Regions from separate parts of the Mus musculus genome. Here regions 1, 3 and 4 are each linked to region 2. A link is a contact called in public Hi-C and promoter capture Hi-C data. All regions are on one chromosome and are shown on one strand. The core of a region is the stretch at or near the end of the contact, and the rest is flanking DNA. Distances in the headings are between cores, read along the strand shown. Region 1 holds the start of Rflnb (refilin B). Region 2 holds the start of Doc2b (double C2, beta). Region 3 overlaps Vps53 (VPS53 GARP complex subunit). Region 4 has its middle 35 kb from the start of Rph3al.

The links. Promoter capture Hi-C pulls out the DNA fragments that hold promoters and counts their contacts. Hi-C and Micro-C count contacts between places; a contact is called where the count stands out from the background.
Region 1: a contact with region 2 is called in a promoter capture Hi-C map of embryonic stem cells. The contact joins the promoter of Rflnb here to the promoter of Doc2b in region 2. A contact is called at or near these places in 21 of 39 promoter capture datasets (the 3T3-L1 cell line, 3T3-L1-derived adipocytes, the C10 cell line and 12 more), 2 of 15 datasets of contacts at CTCF or cohesin (embryonic stem cells and pro-B cells), 9 of 484 Hi-C or Micro-C datasets (the 3T3-L1 cell line, the N1E-115 cell line, bone marrow-derived macrophages and 4 more), 14 of 115 datasets of contacts at active chromatin or transcription factors (craniofacial prominence, differentiating embryonic stem cells, embryonic basal ganglia and 8 more) and 2 of 9 other capture datasets (adipose tissue and embryonic stem cells).
Region 3: a Hi-C map of CD8 T cells shows a contact between it and region 2, with 3 times the contacts expected there. The contact joins the enhancer-like site here to the promoter of Doc2b in region 2. A contact is called at or near these places in 19 of 39 promoter capture datasets (the 3T3-L1 cell line, 3T3-L1-derived adipocytes, the HPC-7 cell line and 11 more), 2 of 15 datasets of contacts at CTCF or cohesin (embryonic stem cells and pro-B cells), 4 of 484 Hi-C or Micro-C datasets (CD8 T cells, bone marrow-derived macrophages and cortical neurons), 7 of 115 datasets of contacts at active chromatin or transcription factors (cardiomyocytes, embryonic basal ganglia, embryonic forebrain and 4 more) and 2 of 9 other capture datasets (embryonic stem cells and liver).
Region 4: a contact with region 2 is called in a promoter capture Hi-C map of the C10 cell line. The contact joins the enhancer-like site here to the promoter of Doc2b in region 2. A contact is called at or near these places in 16 of 39 promoter capture datasets (the 3T3-L1 cell line, the C10 cell line, the HPC-7 cell line and 10 more), 2 of 484 Hi-C or Micro-C datasets (bone marrow-derived macrophages and embryonic fibroblasts), 14 of 115 datasets of contacts at active chromatin or transcription factors (SST interneurons, cardiomyocytes, craniofacial prominence and 11 more) and 3 of 9 other capture datasets (adipose tissue, liver and pancreatic islet).

What each region holds. Positions count from the first base shown.
Region 1 is chr11:76,026,264-76,029,375 of GRCm38.p6, reverse strand. Rflnb (refilin B) reads left to right here and starts at 1,594. Exons shown (of 3, transcript NM_029658.1): 1 at 1,594-1,948. The coding sequence starts at 1,739.
Region 2 is chr11:75,794,365-75,797,380 of GRCm38.p6, reverse strand. It overlaps Doc2b (double C2, beta), which reads left to right and starts at 1,321. Exons shown (of 9, transcript NM_007873.3): 1 at 1,321-1,860. The coding sequence starts at 1,488. It overlaps Gm12339 (predicted gene 12339), which reads right to left and starts at 1,572. Exons shown (of 4, transcript NR_136933.1): 1 at 1,263-1,572.
Region 3 is chr11:76,043,596-76,046,526 of GRCm38.p6, reverse strand. It overlaps Vps53 (VPS53 GARP complex subunit), which reads left to right. Exons shown (of 22, transcript NM_026664.4): 22 at 1-301. The coding sequence ends at 115. Among named protein-coding and RNA genes, the nearest start is that of Rflnb, 17 kb to the right of the region's middle. Within about 2 kb of position 1,311, at least 10 of the 459 cell types and tissues checked have an H3K27ac peak or open chromatin away from gene starts, as enhancers often do. A contact at or near this core is called in CD8 T cells, where this site is marked.
Region 4 is chr11:75,944,609-75,947,773 of GRCm38.p6, reverse strand. It overlaps a transcript of Rph3al not described here. Among named protein-coding and RNA genes, the nearest start is that of Rph3al, 35 kb to the right of the region's middle. Within about 2 kb of position 1,808, at least 22 of the 459 cell types and tissues checked have an H3K27ac peak or open chromatin away from gene starts, as enhancers often do. A contact at or near this core is called in SST interneurons and stem cell-derived epiblast-like cells, where this site is marked.

The sequences.
Region 1 (3,112 bases), core at 345-2,844, 230 kb before region 2:
ACTGCTACCTTCCTGGTCATCTCTCCCAGTCTGACCAGTCCACTTTTCACACCCTCAGAAAGCACAGAGGTTTCTCCTCTGATGTGGGGGTCCAGTTCTGCAAGGTGTACAGATATTGAGGTCAACAGGGGTAGGGAAGTGTGACACCTCAGATTGTCCTTGCATTAGACACTTGTCCAGTACTGTACACTGTAGATTTTTGTAACCTATTCCCACCACCCCTGAATGAATGAACAACCTCCCAGTCCAGCCCCCTACAGGATGTATCCTCTGTAGAAGGAATGACCCTGGCTTTCTGTTCCTAGCAAGCTGCCTTCTATCCATCACATGATTAAAGGCAAGCCCTTCTCTCTCCGTATCAAAAATGATGGGTAGAGAGAAAGGAGGACTGAACTTTGCTGGTAGATCTAGTCACTCTGAACATATATATATATATATATATATATATATATATATATATATATATATATTTTAACAAATCTGCCCCAAGCAGGACAGATGTTCTTTGTTCTTGCAAAGATGTGGATTGGACCACGAAGGTGATCCAGGGAAGACTTCTGGTGGAGCACGTGGCACTTGGTGTTGACCCCGGGACATCTCCATGAGAGGAAAGAAAGAAAGAAAGAAAGAAAGAAAGAAAGAAAGAAAGAAAGGAAGGAAGGGGAAGGGGAAGGGGAAGGGGAAGGGGAAGGGGAAGGGGAAGGGGAAGGGGAAGGGGAAGGGGAAGGGGAAGGAAAGGAAAGGAAAGGAAAGGAAAGAAGAAAAGACAATGATTTTAGGCACACCCCAACTCAATTACTTCCCACTGAAGAAGAGCTTCTCTGTCAAACCTATCAGGAAGGACCACAGTCTGTTTGCTGTTGAGTTTAGGTTTTGTTTTGTTTGTAGAAGAGATTCCCTCTGATAGGACAGAGGGAGAAAGTTCCTGTGAGTGAATAGACTGTGGCCTCCATAAGGGGAATCTTGACTCCCTAAGAGAGCTGCTCTGTTTGCTGGTCTCTTTGGGAGATCCAAGCCTGTGACACCCTCAGAACTTCCCTGCCTGGACTGGCCACAGCCTGTTCAGCTGTGCCCGGGACCAGGGAGTGATCGACGCCCCCGGGAGTCCGGAGGAGTAGGCCCTCTCTCCTCCGGGGCAGACGTGAGAGCCAGAGCAGGCCCTGCTGAGCCAACAGGCCGCTGGAGCCATACGAAGCGCATTAAGTATTAATAATTTCCAGTTGTTTGCTCGTCCTCTCTCCCCACGCCCCCCCCCCCCCCCCCGCCCCCGGCCTCTGCAGACTGGGACTCCTTGGCTCTGGGCTGCCAGATCTAGAGATATTAGCACCTCTCGGGGGCCGGGGGACAGTGCATGGAGCAAGGATCGCCGTGGACCATAGGGACAGGGTGCGGGGCCGGACGAAGCCTCGCAGCTTTGCCAGTCGCGGCATGCCGGGGAGGTGGGAGGGGAGGCCCGTCGCGGGAAGATCGGCGCTCGGACGAGCTGGGCGGCGCGCGGCGGGAGCGCAGCGGCCCCTGGCGCTTGGCCTCTCGGCGGTCACCGCGGCTGGGCCAGCCCTCGGGGCGGGGCGGAGGGCGGGGCCTCGAACGAGCGCGGCCGCTGGCGACACCCGGACAACGCGCCGGCGGCGGGGCAAGGAGGGCAGCCCGGAGGGCAGCGGCCCCGGCCCGCGTGTGCGGCCCTCTCTTGCACTCCAACACCGCGGCGGCTGTGCCCGGTCCCGCCACACGTGCAGCTATGGTGGGCCGGCTGAGCCTGCAGGATGTCCCTGAACTCGTGGACACGAAGAAAAAAGGCGACGGCGTCCTGGACAGCCCGGACTCGGGGCTGCCCCCAAGCCCTAGCCCCAGCCACTGGGGGCTCGCAGCGACGGCGGGCGGCGGTGGGGAGCGCGCTCCGGTCGCAGGGACGCTGGAGCCCGATGCGGCGGTGACCCCTATAGTCCCGGTGAGTTGCCTCCCGCGCGGACTTCTCCCAGTCCCGGCCCACCCGCAGCCCTCCCCGGGGAGTCTCCAGCTTTCGCAGTCGGTGCGGCCACCCGCCCGTCGAGACGGCGTGGCCATCGCCGGGAGCCGGGGCGGGAGCGTAGCGAGAGAGCCTGGCCAGCTGGAGCCAGTGGCTGGAAAATTGTCATCGCCTGGGAGGCGCGGGAGCCCCGGGAGAGGCAAGCCGCGGTCTCCTCCCTTCGAGGTGGCGGCCCCCGAGGCTGCCAGGCTGCGGCTCGACCACATTCCTGCTGGGGCGGGCTGGGTGGGGCTCCCGGGACACGGACAGGGATCCCGGGCCCTCCCCACCCGGGGGGCCCACGCCCCGCGGCTTTGCTCCCAAAGCGGCCTCCCTCTGCCGGGACCTGGGAGAGGGGTGTGCTCTGGGCTCCTGGCGCAAGGCGGACCACAGCCTTTGGGGTTAGTCACACACAAGAGTCTTCAGGGTCTGGTAGGTCTTTTTTTCCCAGCCAGTGTTCTGCACTTAATGAGATCAGCGTCCTCCAGGTGGCCAGGGCTTTGAAAGTATTAATCCTTTTCCTTCTTTTCCTTTAAACTCTTTGCAAGAAAAACTCCCAAGTCTGTTTTGTCTTGGGATCTGTTCAGGTGATGATATTCAGAGCACAGCTCAAGAAAGGCCACATCCTGTCTACAGTAGAAGCTCAAAGTAAGACTGAAGGAGAGCTGTGACTGTGCCTCCCATGGGGAGGTCAGCGGCAAGTGTTATGCTTAAGGACCAAAATGGAGCTTTGCTGGTGTGGGGCCTTCTTGACCTACTGACCCTGTCCCAGCAAAAACCAGCACCTTTTATTTCCACTCCAAGGTGAAACTTGCTTCAGCTTGGTCTTTCAGTCTCTCTCATCTTTCCTGCTCTGACCACCGATCAGACACTCACTGGTGCCTCTGACATGGATTCCTGCACCTGACATGAACCTTGACCCTCTCACCTTTCCCATTCAAGTCCTGGTGGCCCTTCCTCACTATGTGGCCTCCTGGGGGAGCTTTCTCAGGCTTCTTCCAGAACCTGTGGCTTGGTGTCCAGGCTCAGTGTCTCTGTGTGGGTCTATCTTATCACTGCTGCTGACCCAATAGCGCACTGACTCTCTCCCACCCCTGGATACCCAGG
Region 2 (3,016 bases), core at 72-2,571:
GACCATGCCCCAGTCCAAGTCCTCACCCAGCCTGTTCTGGGTTGACACTCTCATATTAGACTCAGTAGGGCAGTGGGTCTCAACCTTCCTAATGCTGCGACCCTTCAATACAGTTCCTTGTGTTGTGGCAACTCCCAACCGTAAAATTATTTTCATTGCCACTTCATAAGCGTAAGTTTCCTACTGTTATAAATTGCCATGTAAATCTCTGTGTTTTCCCATGGTCGAAATCGACAGTCCGCCAAGGGGTCACAGCCCATGGGTTGAGAACCTTGACAAAAGAGGGACACAGCCAAAAATGATAAGCCTCTCCCACGCGTCAGTGAAAACCAGAGTAAACAGGGTTCCATCCTCGCCGGCCCAGGGCTTACTGGAGATGCATCTGCACACGCAGCAGCCTGCTCCCAGCACAGCTGTTCCCTGAACTGCGGCAGGGATTTGCCTGGCATGGGAGGCACAAGTGTGGGCCAGGCAGCACCTTGCCTTTACACCTGAACTCAGTCATCACCCCAGGAGATCCCTGGCCTGGCCTGCTTCCCTCTGTCCATCCTGACCATGCCCCGGTCCAAGTTCTCACCCAGCCTGTTCTTCTGGGTCTTTTAAGCCACTCAGGGACTGAGTGAGGAGTCTGGCCCAGGTCATAGACGCTCCTGTTTACATGTGACCTGAGAGGAAGTAAGCAGACTGTCCCAGCAGTGTCCTGGGACAGCCCAGGGTACACTTGTCCTGCTAGGAAGTAAACAGCCTGTTCCCTGGCAGGGTAATCCTGTGGCCTACCTACCTGCCTCTACAAAGGAGGGGATTTTTTGAGGAGTTCCTATCCACATCCCCAAATGGCTTCTATGGCTATTATGGGTTCTGTGAGTTGAGCCCAGCACGGAAGACTGCCCTGGGCATCCTTGCGAACATGTGTCTCTTGTATGTATTTTGCATGCTGGGGAGGTGCACCATGCCTTAGCATCCACCAGTGCATGTGTCTGTAGCCTGGAGCCCGGAATGGGTGATCTTTTCCACTGAGTGTCTCTACACACATTTGTGTGTCTGTGTGTGTCTGCACGAGAGTGGAATGCAGCCCCTCATGGGCTGGCACCCAGTCTGCGAGCCTAAGTGAGGCAAAGGCTCCGAGTGGCCCTGCGCGTCTCCCGCGTGTGTGAGCGCGCCGTGTGAGCGCGAGGAAGTGGTTGCTCTCCTGGCTCGCTCGCTCCCTCGCTCTCTCCGTGCCCGCCAGCCCGCCCGCCCGCGCGCGCAGCCCGCACACTCACCGCTTGGTTGCTGCCGGGTGACGCGGGCTGGGCCCGCCCCCTGCTGCCGGCCCCGCACTCACTCGCACCGGCCGCCGCCGAGCAGGCAGCAGCCGCGTCAGGGCCGTCCGGGGGCCACGCTGGCGATGACCGCAGCCCCCGCAGCGCCCCGCGGGACCCGCTGACTTGCCCCCGGGCCGGGGTCACACCGGGCCGGGCCGGGCCGCGCGCCGCGGCGCTGCCTGCATGACCCTCCGGCGGCGCGGGGAGAAGGCGACCATCAGCATCCAGGAGCATATGGCCATCGACGTGTGTCCCGGCCCCATTCGGCCTATCAAGCAGATCTCCGATTATTTTCCCCGCTTCCCGCGGGGCCTCCCCCCTACCGCCGCGCCCCGCGCCCCCGCGCCCCCGGACGCCCCCGCGCGCTCTCCCGCAGCCAGCGCCAGCCCCCGCAGCCCCTCCGACGGCGCCCGCGACGACGACGAAGATGTGGACCAGCTCTTCGGAGCCTACGGAGCCAGCCCAGGCCCCAGCCCCGGCCCCAGCCCCGCGAGGCCGCCCGCCAAGCCCCCCGAGGACGAGCCGGACGTCGACGGCTACGAGTCAGACGACTGCAGTAAGTTTCCCAGTCGCCGGCCGCTCGCCCCCTCCCCGCACCCGGGTCCCCGCAGGGCAAGCGCCGCCGCCGCCCGGAACAACCGCACGGGAGAGCTGGGAAGTTTGGGGGCGTCCTCTGGGGCGCCCCGTTTCCAGGCCTCCGCTCCCCGAGGCGCGCCCCGCACCCCTTCTCGGCCCGCGCGCCAGGAGCTCCTGCGCGGGCGGCGGCTTTTGTTCCCGGGAAGGGCGGAGCTGCGCCCCGGAGAGACACCAGTTGCTGCGGGCCGCGCGGTTGCGCCAGGCCCCAGAGCCCTGTGCGGGCTGTCCCGGGGTGTCCACCCGGAGAGCTGGGGACCCTGCGGTAGCTGGGGCGGGCCCGGCGGCCCGCACCGCGCCACGGCTCTGCTGGTGCGCGGGCCGAGAACCAGGACCGCGGGGCCGCTTGTCCTTTGGAAAAACCTTGGCGGTTCCTCCTCCCGCATCTGCGGACCCCGCCGGCCCTGGCCGTGGACCTTCGCCCACCTGTTACGCCGGCTTCCCCGGTCAGGAGGGTCCCCAGCCGCGCCCCCTCCTCTCGGACTCAGCCCCAGGGAGACAACAGACACCAGGGTCTCCCGAGCCAGGCCAGGACCTCTCCTGGTGGCTTGTGTGGTCCCTGAGGATGCCTAACCCTGCCCACCAGGGACCATCCAGGAAGCCAAGGAGGGAAGAAGTCACATCACCTGTCCCGTGAATTTGCTGAGGGCTGTGGCTGCGGCTGGGGTGACTACATGGAAGGGCCCCAGCCCAGCTGTCACCCTGTTTCACTTAGAAAAAAAAAAAAAAACAAAGCCAGCCTCAGAACCTAGTCATAGATGCCATGGGCCCATGGGATTGGGGGGACCCATCCCAGCTTGCCCAAGGCAAAAGCAGCCCCTCCTCCGTGCAACATTGGTAGTTATGCCTTGTCTGGGCGTTCCCCAGGGCCTCTGGGCTAGGGGCTGACTGTTCCCCAGCATACCATGTGCCTCTGGACGCTAAGGATGGGAGTTCACAGTGTCACCCTGGGAACAGACTCCACTGTTCACTTTAGAGAGCCCATCAACAGAGGTGGATCAAGCCTGAGCTGGAACACTGCCTTTTGTGTGCGTTCTAGACCTGGACCCCCTAACTCAGGGCATATGGAGAACCTACCC
Region 3 (2,931 bases), core at 62-2,561, 250 kb before region 2:
TGCCCCGCCCTCGGGGACAGAAGGTTCCAGCACCCTGTCGCTGATTGCCCCAACACCGGAGCAGGAGTCATCCCGAATCCGCAAACTGGAGAAACTGATTAAAAAGAGACTGTAAGGAGTGGGAAGGCATGGCCAGAGTCCTGAACAGCCGACTTCTGCAAACCCTCACACTGAGTCCTGAGTCTTGAAGCCTCTGAGAACATTACGGTTATTAAAGTATCTCTCTCATAACATGTCTTATTTTCTATCTCAGTCATGGAAGCTCAGTGAAATCTGTGTTATTAAAAGGCATTTTTAGATTATCTCCATCCCTGAAGCTGGGGCAGCAGTGGTTGAAAGGTCCCTGTGGTTTACCTGCTGTCCCCAGGCTGCCTGTGATGGTTGAGTTGTCACTGACCCATGTCATCTCCCCACTCAGCCCTCGACACCAGCCAGGGCCTGCAGCTTGGCTGAGGAAGCCTGGATCTTACCTCTTTCTCCATCTGTGTTGTGAGGTCCTTTTCCCTCTCTGTCTCTGGAATTGGCCTGGGGGCCTGAGTGAGCCAAGTGGCTGGTGGCAGAGTGGGATATTGGCCTCTTTACCAATTCCCTGCAGTATTAGCACTTTTCCATGTAAATAACTGTTTCTGGGACTCAATCTGCTGTCTTCCATAACATGGCCAAGCTACCCCTGTTTTCTCCCATGTCTCTGTACTCTCCAGAAGAGAGATGCCCACTGAGTCTCTTGCCCATGGAGGAGACAGACTGTGTGAGTGCTGGTGTGCCCAGCCTGAGCAGCAGGGGTCTTGCCTGTGGTGGGCTCCTGAGCTGGTGTGGAGGCAGACCTAGAGCTGACTTAGAGGCGGGGTCTTTGTGGCACTCTCCCTGTTCACATGAACACATTGTCTAGCCCTGGATCCTGGGAAGGAGACTGTCTGCTGAGAGATACCGGGAATTTCCCTTGAAAGGGCTTTCTTGGCAGAAGCTGTGGGAAGGAAAAGAGTAAGTCTGACCGTCTGACTTCCCACTCGCTCAGATGCTTCAAGTCCAGAGTACTTTCCAGAGCCCTGAGACCTGGTGGCTGATGTAGTACCACAGCAGCACATCATGACTACTGCTGAGAAAAACCACCATGATACTGACCGTGCACACCAGGCTCAGAACCGGAAACAGCCCAGAGCACAGCCCAGCTCTTCTGCCTGTGCTGCCCACCACCAGCTCTTGAAATCCAGTTCTGCAGGGGAGTCACCCCACTTCCGGGAAACAGGCACCTTACCAGTGCAGACGTCACCCTGCTCTCGCTGCTCTTGAAACCAAGGCTCTGTTATGTGACCACAACTTCAGTGTGACCACCTTTATTGACAGCTTTCGTCCTGGTACTAAACGTGTTAGCTGTTAGAACAGAAAGATCTGGGCCCTAGACTTGATCCCAGATCCCAGACCCACTTCTTGAGCATGATCGCCACAGCAGGAAGGCTCGCCTGGTTATCTCCGGCTATCAGAGTGCTCAGCTCTGATCTGGGCCTCCTTCCTTTTCTCTCCTTTGTTCTCTTAACCCCTGGGCTACACACCAGCCCTAGAGCCTCATTTCTTCATCAGCACCTAGCCTGTTCTTGCTAGGAGGAATCACTCTCGTGTGTTAAGCATGTTTAAATTCTAATCAGAAAGAAAACAAGTAGCAAGGAAAAGATGTGTGGCCCTTGGTCAGGATGTATCACAACCCAGACAAGTGCAGAAGCTCACTGGGCCTTAGCTGGGGGCTGGGGGTCCCCTCTGTGCTGCCCTATTGGAAAGCAGGCATGTGGCTATCCCCAGACAGCACAGCCAAGTCAGCCACCTGCCACCCACCCTGGGGAGCTGAAGCCAGTGGGCTCCTCCCACCCCTGGCTACTGTGTACTGTGTGCTGTGCGCACACAGCTTATTAAACTTGTCTTTTTGGCTCATTCATGAGAGGCTGGTTTTCCAGCCAATCTCTATGGTGGTACTGAGCGGTCAAGCGGCTGTTTCTCCCAGTCAGTGGTCACAGCAGCGAAGTGACTGACTTGATGTATCACGCTGTCAGAAACCACGTAGGAGCCAGCAGATAGGTGTCAGTAGGAGTTATGTTAAATGTCTTCTTGATGAAGACTGAATCCAGCATGTTCTGTACAGCCTCTTCCTCACCTGGGGAATGCATTAGACTCCCTCGGGGCCCTCTGAGAAATGCAGATGTCTAGAGACTGAACTGTGAGTCTGCAGAGGAGCCTGCTGGGTCTATGCTTAGGAGCCACACAGGTGATTACAGTTGTCTGTCAGTATCCACAGGAGACTGCTTCCAGGACCACACACACCCCATGCAGATACTCTGTCTCTTCTATAAAATAGCACCGTGTGTGTAAACAATCCCAGCACATCCTTTAGTTGAATCTGAGTACCTCTGGACTATGTATAGTGCCTCATATAATGTAAATACTACATAAATAGTTGGGTTGCTGGGGTTGTTTTTGGTTTTTGATAGTGGTTTTGTTTTGTTTTAATACAGTCTCACAATGTGGTCCAGGCTGACCTTGAATTCATAACCCAAGCTGGATTCTCAGCTACAGGTGTGCACTTCCATACCTGGAAATAAATAGTTGTTAACACTGAGTGGCTTAGGGACTAGTCACAATTTAAAAACTAGTTTGTAGGCTCAGACAGGCCCAGTCCTCCCCACCTCCCAGACACTATTACTGCCTTTGGTTGAAACCACACTTGTGTGACCCACAGGTATAGAGGACCAACTGTAGAATGCTATCACCCCTTGCAGTGAAAAGAAAAGGACTTTATTGAAAGAGTCCTGTAGCCCATTTTCTCTGGCTATCTAACTTGAGGCTTCAGCCAGAAGCTTTGTCTATTATTGTTACTTCTACTTCAAAACATACATAGCTAGGCATATGGTACGTACCTTTAATTCTAATACTAAGGAGGCAGTG
Region 4 (3,165 bases), core at 559-3,058, 150 kb before region 2:
ATTAGGTGAACGAGATTGTATCAGGGACCCTGGAGGCCCAAGGGAGGAATGTGACATTAAAGGACATGCAGAGGCCCCAAGTGTGTAGGAAATTTCTGGTTTTATAGAAACAGCAATAGGAAGCGACTGGGGCCATTTCAAGCCCATAGCTGCATGTTGGGACTGGCCTTTTGGGACACTCATTGAGCCGGTAGCCAGGATGACTGGCTGTCTGCAGGGGGTACAGAGGAGGATCTGGGGAGGCAGCTGCAGCCCAAACACTTTAAAAAGCTGCACTTCAGAAGGTTTGGTGTTCAAGGTCACCTTGCTAGTGGAGACAGATCTGCCTGGCAGCCAGCCTGGTACACAAATCCTCTGCTCCCCCTAGTGCTGGTCTGAACACCCCCAGGTCATCTTTACTCTGGGTTGCAGGGGCAGCGTGTCATATGAAGCAGGCTGCTAGGTACCTGTGGCTGGCCCGGGCTGGTGACACATGGTGACAATTGAACAAAAAGAAGGACGTCAGGCACTGGAGCAACTTACAAAGCTGAGGTTGCTCTGTACACCCCGACCACGGAGGACTGAATGGGGCATGCGTTCTAGAGAGAAGCCAGGTGTCTGCTTCCTGGCTGTTTCATCTCTGGATTGGCTCCCTTCCCTCTTAACCCTGCAGACCCTGTTTGTCATGGCTGAACATATGGTTCAGTGTCAACTCGTCCCCCACAGCCCCAGGCCTTTGCTGCAGGAGATCTAACCTAGGACTTCATGCTTGCTCATAATGCGCTACCACTAAACTTCATCCTAGCCCCCCACTGTCACCCCACAAGTTCTCAGGTTAATAAGGGAGGGACTTAGATATGCTAACTTGGCCTGGGTATGGCCTGAGGGGGCTGGGTAGTCACAGTGTAAAGTCAGAGCTTCTGAGGCCATGCCTGGTGGTGGCTAGGCCATCAGACCCGATTCTAGGTTCTCCCTTACTCCTACTTGATAAACTCAGCACTTCCATCTGTCTTGCTCTGAGGGACTAACTACACAAGGTTCTGTCACTTGAATCCATTGGCAGACACAACCTTCCCTCTCCCCTTCTCCTCTTTTTGGCCCTTTACCGGGCAGGTAAAATTCTAGAAAGTCAGACTACCTCTGCAAATTGTTAGTTCCCCTCAGAAAAGAAAGGCCTGGCCTGTGTGTCCTCCTGAAAATTTTATTGAAAAGGCCCGCAGACCGGCCATTGTCTCCTTTTCACCTGCTGTTTGAAATGCAGAGCCCTGGTGATCTTGGAATAAAATAGGCTTATAACTGGGGACTGAAGGGGATGGGAACTGGCTGTGAAGTCTGTGGGAGGCTGTGTGAGGGGCACCTGCTGGCACTGGCCTGCTGCTTCCTGCCCTGGCTCATCCTCCTCTTTCAGCTGGCCCACAGGGGCCACACACTGTGGCACTCTTTCTGTGGGTACACGGGGTCAGGAGGCTGCCAGGACGAGCCCATCATGCTGGGGGCCGAGTCTCTGGTCCTGAGCAGTGTGATTGATCTTAGCTGGGGTTTGCTCTCTTGCTGGGAGAAGCAAGGCACAGGAGTTCTCCAGTCTGTGGCTGCTTTCAGACATCAGAGGGGGACAGGGCCAGTCTGAATGCAGACGCAGGTTGGGGGCTCTCTTCACTTAGAATTCTGTCAGCATCTATAAGGAGTCCGCATAGTTTGCTGTCTCATTATTCATGGCCCGGTGCTGTTGTCTTTCTAGAATGTTGCTTCCAATACTAATTGTCAGCCCTGTGCAGGGAGCTGGTGCAGACTCGCAGTCACCAACCTCTGCATTTAATTTGCTGCTGAGTGGAAGGGATGGGGGCAGGCTGTGTTAGAGGGTTGATAAAACCTCAGAGTGCCTGGGCGGGGAGGGGTGGCTATGTGGGTCGTTTCCTGCTCCCAGTAGAGTTGCTGACAAGCTCCTCATGACTAGCCTGGCATCTGACCACTGGTACCCTGTTCTTCCCTGAGCCCAACTGTACTCTGACATTTTCAAGGAAAAACGGTGCTTTCTATTTTGCTGTTTTTCCCATTATCCATCTATATTCGTATCTATCCACTCAGTACTCCACCATGTTGCATGTAAAAACTGAAAATGCCCAGAGAATATATGCTTTGTTTCTCCATGTGTCATATATAAGAAATATACAAATATGTATTTATAAAAAAAATAAGATAAAGTTGATGCTATGTATCAGACCTGGGTATAGAGTATAGATAATAGTATGTGCACAGACACATTTATATTATCTGTTTCTGTGAGGTTATGTAATTAAATAGAAGCCCATAAAAAAATCAGAAAAAAATAGAGATTAACCAAATGTCAAAAGCAGGGGAGACTTAGAATATATATGTTTATGTGTGTGTATATATATATATACTGAGTGAAAGACAGAGACAGAGAGACAGAGAGTCAGGCCATGGCGTTTAATACACTTTACTATGAGTCAGACTTTTACCCTGATGGGTAATCAAGGCAGGAAGAAATATCTGTGATGCAGTTTGTGTGATCTGTAAGGAGAGAGACCCCAGCCACATTAGATCTGAAGGCAATCTCTCACCTGGCCCTCAGTGAGGAGTGAAATGTGTAGCAGAAAACATGGAAAGCACATGGTACGCAGGCGCCATGCTCTCCTCCAGCACCCACGGTGGACAACACTAACTGACCATTTCCACTATGAAACAAGGGCTGCTCCACTGTCCTAAGCGTAATGCTCCAGGCAGACATTATTATTTATTTAGGATGTACATGCTACATGAAACCCTGTAGCTGATCTTCAACTCCTTTGTGGGTTCTTCTTTCTTCCTCCCTTTTCCATCCCTTTTCTTCCACCCTTTCTACCACCTAACACTAGATAAGAGAGAAACAAAGGATACGGAAGAAAGGAAAGATCCCCTGAATAAAGCCAGGGCCGGGGAAAGGGGATGATGTTATCCTTAGACTACATCCTGCTGATTAGGGACGTCGAGTTCCTTGGGGAAAGTTTGATCTTTGCCATCAGGACATCTAATTTCTTCTTCTTGTTTCTTTTTCATGTACAATCACTTAAACTGTGACCAACAGCGACTAACCAACAACCCACCTTCTGGGGCCTTAGCATTTACAGACTCTGAAAAGCTCCCAGAATTACAAACGGCAATTGCAGAAACTATCTGCAGCTGGCA